2 separate regions of the Mus musculus genome follow, and region 1 is linked to region 2. A link is a contact called in public HiChIP or PLAC-seq data. All regions are on one chromosome and are shown on one strand. The core of a region is the stretch at or near the end of the contact, and the rest is flanking DNA. Distances in the headings are between cores, read along the strand shown. Region 1 holds the start of Tafa5 (TAFA chemokine like family member 5). Region 2 has its middle 49 kb from the start of Gm35284.

Region 1 (2,700 bases), core at 182-2,681, 690 kb after region 2:
TGTGTATATGTGTGCATGTATGTGGAGGTATGTGTGACCATGTAGCATGCATGTGAATGTCAGTGCCTTGTGCATGTACCTATGTAGGGGAGTGTGTGCCTATAGCCACATGATATACATGTAGCTTGTGTAGAAACAAGCTTGTGGCATGCATGTATCCAAGTGGAGTGTGTATGGAGTTCAGCTATGTGGTGTGCGTGTGTGCATGAACATGGTGCGCATGTGGAGTGCGTATGTGTCTGCGTATGTATACAACCTGGGTACTTGCCCTCCTTCAGCCCCTCAGCAACGTTCTCTATGTCCTGGTCTGTTTAAATGCCACACTGGACCAGGGTGCAAGGGGAAAGGCTTATGCTGGTATGCACCAAGTAGCTTGTGGGGAAAAGCCTCCATTTCTAATGAGATCTTGTGTGGGGGTACCACCCCTTCCCATGCAGAACAAACACCAATGAGAAGCCTAACTGGGCCTGCTGTTAGCATGTTCACTGGTGCACAGGAAGGGAATGGAATCGACCTTCATGGCCATGGACCTACAGGGCCACCTGGGGAAAACACCAGCTTTTAGAGTTTCTTCCTGGAGTGCAAGGAACTTACAAGGGAAAGTGGAAGTGACCCGATTCCGCTGGTTTACAGGGGCAAACCCGTTGTCCAACGGCAGGAATGCACATCAGAGTTGTAGTCTTCGCTACCCTCCTCAGAAAACCAGACCAGGGACTTTATCCTGCACACACTCTGGAAAATGGATGAGAGAGAGGAACCACAGGCCATGGCCTGGGGGCAGAGGCTGTGGTACACGGGAGTCAAGGAAGTGCATCAGGAAGATGCAAAGGAATGTCTTCTTAGGGTAGACACACAGAGCCCACAGGATGGCAAGTTCTAGAGACAGGGTGCAGGTGCGCTCAGATGCTCTCTGGTGGGCTCAGAGCAACAAGGCATACTCAGGAGCCCTGGTGCTGGGCACAAATGGGAAACAGGCTGAAAGCATTATTTGCTTTGAATAAACTTTCGGTTCACTTTCCGGATCAATACCAAACAAGGTCTGGGACCCCAGCGTCCCAGGCCTTTGGTGGAAGACTCTCGCGTGGGGGGGGGGGGGGGGGAAGGGGGTCCCAAGTCACCTAACTTCCCGCTGGCCCTGAGGGTCTTGCGCGCCCAGAGCCCAGGCTACGAGGATGCTGGGCCGTCTCTGTCGCCATCCAGAGGCTCGGCTAGGGCGCGGCGTCCCCTCTGCTCGCCTCCCTCGCCGGTCCCGGGCCAGTGCGAGGCCCCGCCACGCCGGGCACGCGCTCCAGGCGCGCCCCTCGTACTGGTGACGGGGCGCGCTGAGCCGGGGCGCGCAGCGACGCCCAGAGCCGCGGGCTGGCGTCCCCGGGCGGGCGAGCACGGGCGCGGGCGGCGCGGGCGCGGCGCGGGGCGGGCGGCGCGGGGCGCAGTGGGCCGGGGCCCGGGCGCGGCGGCGGCGGCGGAGAAGGAGGAGGAGGAGGAGGACGAGGAAGAGGAGGAGGAGGAGGACGAGGAGGAGGATGGCACGCGCGGGGCCCGCACGTGGAGGCCGGCGCGGGGGCGCGGGCAGGGCCGGCTGCTGAGAAGCGCTGCTGCCCCCCGCGCGGGCACCGCGGCTTCAATGGCGCCATCGCCCAGGACCAGCAGCCGGCAAGATGCGACCGCCCTGCCCAGCATGTCCTCAACTTTTTGGGCATTCATGATCCTGGCCAGCCTGCTCATCGCCTACTGCAGTGAGTACCGTGCACCCGGGCCCCATAAGGGCCTCGGGTCCTCCAAGCGGCCCCAGCCCCAGCCCCGGCGGGGCGCCCCGCGTCGGTGCGGAGTTGCGAGCGCGTGGCGCGCGGTCCCGGGTCTTGGCCGCTGTTCCGCTGGCCCGGGAGGGCTTGGTGCAGGCGGCTCCGGGGTCCAGACACTCCGCGGCCGGGCACAGCAGCCCCGGCGAGCTTCCGCGGACTAGCCAGCAGGGCCGGCATCAGGCCCAGGCAGGCACAGCGCGTCCCTGCGCGGCGGTGCCCGGTGTCCGCCGTGCGGTCGCCGCTCCGGCCCAGGCTAGCGACCGAGCGGAGCTTCCCGCCGGCGACACTCCCTCCGGGGACTTATGGGGACGCAGCAACCGAGCCCGAGCGGGACTCCTCGGGCAGGACCGCGGCTTGGGTTCCTCCGACGCGTGGTGGAGCCTCTGCCTTGCTAGGAAGCGGGCTCGCCAGATGCTTTCTGTAAAAGGAGAAGTAAGGGAACGGATGCCTCTGGAGGGGAGGGCCCGCTACCGCTGCAAGGGTGGTTCGGAGGAATGAACTGACGACCCAGTGGGTCTGGCAAGGGCTGCGGAGGGAGGTGCGGGCTGGTCGGAGCCTGGCACGGGGTTCTGGAGCTGGGCTTAGGCTGGGACCCGGACGATGGGTGATCTTATCAGTAGGTCTTATCTGGGTACCGATAATCTGAGTCCTGGGTACAGTCTTGGGGCTGGTGTAGTATGGGTAGGCATCATCTTGGCTGGTGTCTGCTGACTGTCGGAAGCTGTTGGGGTGGGTAGAGGCTGGTTAGAGTCCCGGGCATAGGCTCTATAAGAGATGGGCGCTTGCCTGGTTACAGTTTCTGCCTTCCTTCCCGTCTCTGCGGGAAGAAAAACTAGTGCCAGTGAACACCTGTCATGAAAAAAATGCCACAGGCAAGGGAGGTGATGACAAAATATGG
Region 2 (2,700 bases), core at 108-2,607:
TTATTAGCTCTGTGGCTTCCTAAACAAGTAAACTGAAGCTTTCCTAAAGACCCATGTTCAGCTGTGGTCCTCAAGTTACTACACTGTAACAATGCTGTCTTTGATAAACGAGTTGCTAACTGCCGTGGGCCACTTTTATACAAATGTTATTTTGGCCTGGAATTTGTTTGGATGAAGCATTTTAGAGCATTTACTGCTCCAGGTTGTAGAGAAAGATGCTTAAAACCAGGAAGCAGATGCTTCCAGAATCAGTGGAGAGTAGAGTTGCATAGCTCAGGGGAAGACCCATGGGTTGCCAAAGGCTCTGGGGAAAAGTGCAGCAGGGGACCTGCCAGCTGAGCCCTCAGCTACCCTCTACTCTGGGGTAGTCACAGAGCATGCCCACTCATAGGGCGTTTGCTCCTGTCTCCTTAAGACATTTACAGAGTCTATGCCTAGGCACTAGGCTACTGTCACCTGAGAGACAGTTACAAGTGGGCTCGCGCCCAGCCTAGATTGCAAGCCTCCTATCCACCCAAACATCCCTCTCTATGGGAGAAAGGAACCAGGGCCTGCCTGCTCTCCAAAGCTCAGAGGCTCGGCAGAAGGGAATAACCTGCCAGCAGGGTTTTAAGGGGAAGGATGTTTCCCAGGCTGAGGCCCCACAGAGGTTCCTGGAGTTAAACCTGATTCTGAAAACCCCATTCATGGCTTCAAGCCATGACTCTTGGGACTCAGGCTGGCTGGACTCCAAGCCGACCCTGCTCCTTGAAGACCGACCGAGCGGGATCTGGTTCTGTTTCTCAGATGTGTGATCAATATTTAGAAGGCTTCTGCACACCACAACTGCCTTGTCAGCAAGTTGATTTGGAAAGGTTTCCCTGGAGAGCCACCTCTGCCGGTGGTGGCTCCCCTTCACTCTCCTGCCTCGGGGTCCTCTCTTGAGATTTGCCTGGAACCCATTTACCCAGCCCTGGCTCTCGGAAGCATCTAGGCAGCCGTCTCTTGCTAAGAGCCAGTATGGAGACAGGGTTTCCTGTCTTCCAAGAAAAGACTCATTAACATGCCTTCAAACCCCAATTTCTGTCTTCTTCCCACTCTCCTCTTTCTGGGAGACTTTGATACACCAGAGCTTTGAAGAAGAAAGTCACTTGTTTCTCAGGGGTGAAATTCTTTAAGCAGAGTGCTTCCATAAGGTATTCTTACACGGTTTTTTGATCACCACGGTGATGCTAAGTGATGGGTCTGGTGTCCTTCTGATTTTTATTAACTTTTCTTCTTTTCATTTTGAAGTGGGTATCAGATAGGCGTGGGGGGGGAGGGGGGTGGTGGCAGCAGAAGCAGTTTCCTAGGACAAGATGAAGTCTGCTCTGAGCTCTGTGCTGACTCCTGCATTGATAAGCTCAGGGCTGGGGAAAAAATTGGCTCCCCATCTCCTACGGTCTCTAATCATCTCGATGCAAATTCCATAGAAAAGAACCGCGGGAGTCCCAGTGGCTGGAATCAGACGCCATTGAAATAGGAATAGATGCCAGGTCTCGGTATTAGAAAGCCAGGTTCCCAGGCTGCATCTCTGAAAAAATCCCCTCCTCTGTCAAAACGCTAATTTCTTGCTGGAAGGGAAAGACCAGCCTCTCATTCTTATCTCTTCAGCTATCAGCTACCTGCTGGGGAAGGTGGCCACAAGCTCTTGGTCTTGTCTACCTGACCACTGCTTTCCCTGCCAGGGACAGGTGCCCAGGTTGGTGGAAACCACCTGCATCTCTTTTAGGAAGGGGAAGGCAGAAGGCCAACCTCGGCTCAGATAGCTGGAGAAACCCCTCCTTGCCCTTCAGGCTGGCGCTGATGGAGGTATTTCCTTTGTTGCTGAGCAGAGTTACATGAATAAAGATGAGGCCGTGGGTGATCTCAGCTAGCAGCCTCCCTGGCCCAGCTTCCTGACAAATAGAACTCTGATTTTGACAGGAGGGTTTCTGCTTTGTTTTTGAATTCTCCTCATTAATATATTTTTTTCCCTCTCTTCTAAAGTTGGTGTCGCAGAGTGTCTGGCTGTACAAAGATTCGTCTGTGCTTCAGACTTCCGAGCTCATACGGGGCAGTCAGGGTCACTGATATCATCCAGTCTTCTTTCTCATAAGGAGGGAAACCGAGGCTCAGAGTGAGAATAGTGTTACTGGCTGCCTTCGTGTTGTTGTGACAAAGTTCCTGACAGAGCAACTTAAGGATGGGATCACAGTTCGAAGGGATACAGTTCATGATGGCGGCAGGAGCCGCTCACATTTTGCCCAGAGTCAGGAAGGAACTGGAGAGGGACATTGATAATCAGGCTCTCCTTTCTCCTTTTAATTAAATCTAAGACCTCAGGCCAGGAAGTGGTATTAACACACGTAGAGTAGGTCTTCTTGCCTCAGCTATCCTGATCTAGAATCTTCCCTACACATGCTCAGAGTGTTTCCGTCCAGGTGACTTTGCTCTCAGGACCCGGAGACCAAGTTGTAGCAATTTAGATACTGACTCACTAGGATTCCATCAGCCCATTGATCCAACCTTTCTTTACCCATCCACCAGCCACCCATTCACCTACTCATCTGCTCATCCTCTCACCCAGCCATCCACCCATATAATAACCACCTATCGGCCATCACTATCTGTCTATCCATTCACCCACCCATCCACCTATCTATCCATCATCAATTCACCCATCTATCCATCCAGCCAGCC

Evidence for each region. HiChIP or PLAC-seq counts read pairs in DNA pulled down with a chosen protein or histone mark.
Region 1: an H3K4me3 HiChIP or PLAC-seq map of forebrain shows a contact between it and region 2, with 6 times the contacts expected there. The contact joins the promoter of Tafa5 here to the enhancer-like site in region 2. A contact is called at or near these places in 5 of 39 promoter capture datasets (the C10 cell line, embryonic stem cells, hippocampal neurons and 2 more) and 7 of 115 datasets of contacts at active chromatin or transcription factors (SST interneurons, VIP interneurons, embryonic basal ganglia and 4 more).

What each region holds. Positions count from the first base shown.
Region 1 is chr15:87,542,868-87,545,567 of GRCm38.p6, forward strand. It overlaps Tafa5 (TAFA chemokine like family member 5), which reads left to right and starts at 1,432. Exons shown (of 4, transcript NM_001252310.1): 1 at 1,432-1,736. The coding sequence starts at 1,625. It overlaps Gm35471 (a long non-coding RNA gene), which reads right to left and starts at 1,106. Exons shown (of 3, transcript XR_384322.2): 1 at 595-1,106.
Region 2 is chr15:86,850,829-86,853,528 of GRCm38.p6, forward strand. No RefSeq gene overlaps it. Among named protein-coding and RNA genes, the nearest start is that of Gm35284, 49 kb to the right of the region's middle. Within about 2 kb of position 1,358, at least 9 of the 459 cell types and tissues checked have an H3K27ac peak or open chromatin away from gene starts, as enhancers often do. A contact at or near this core is called in forebrain, where this site is marked.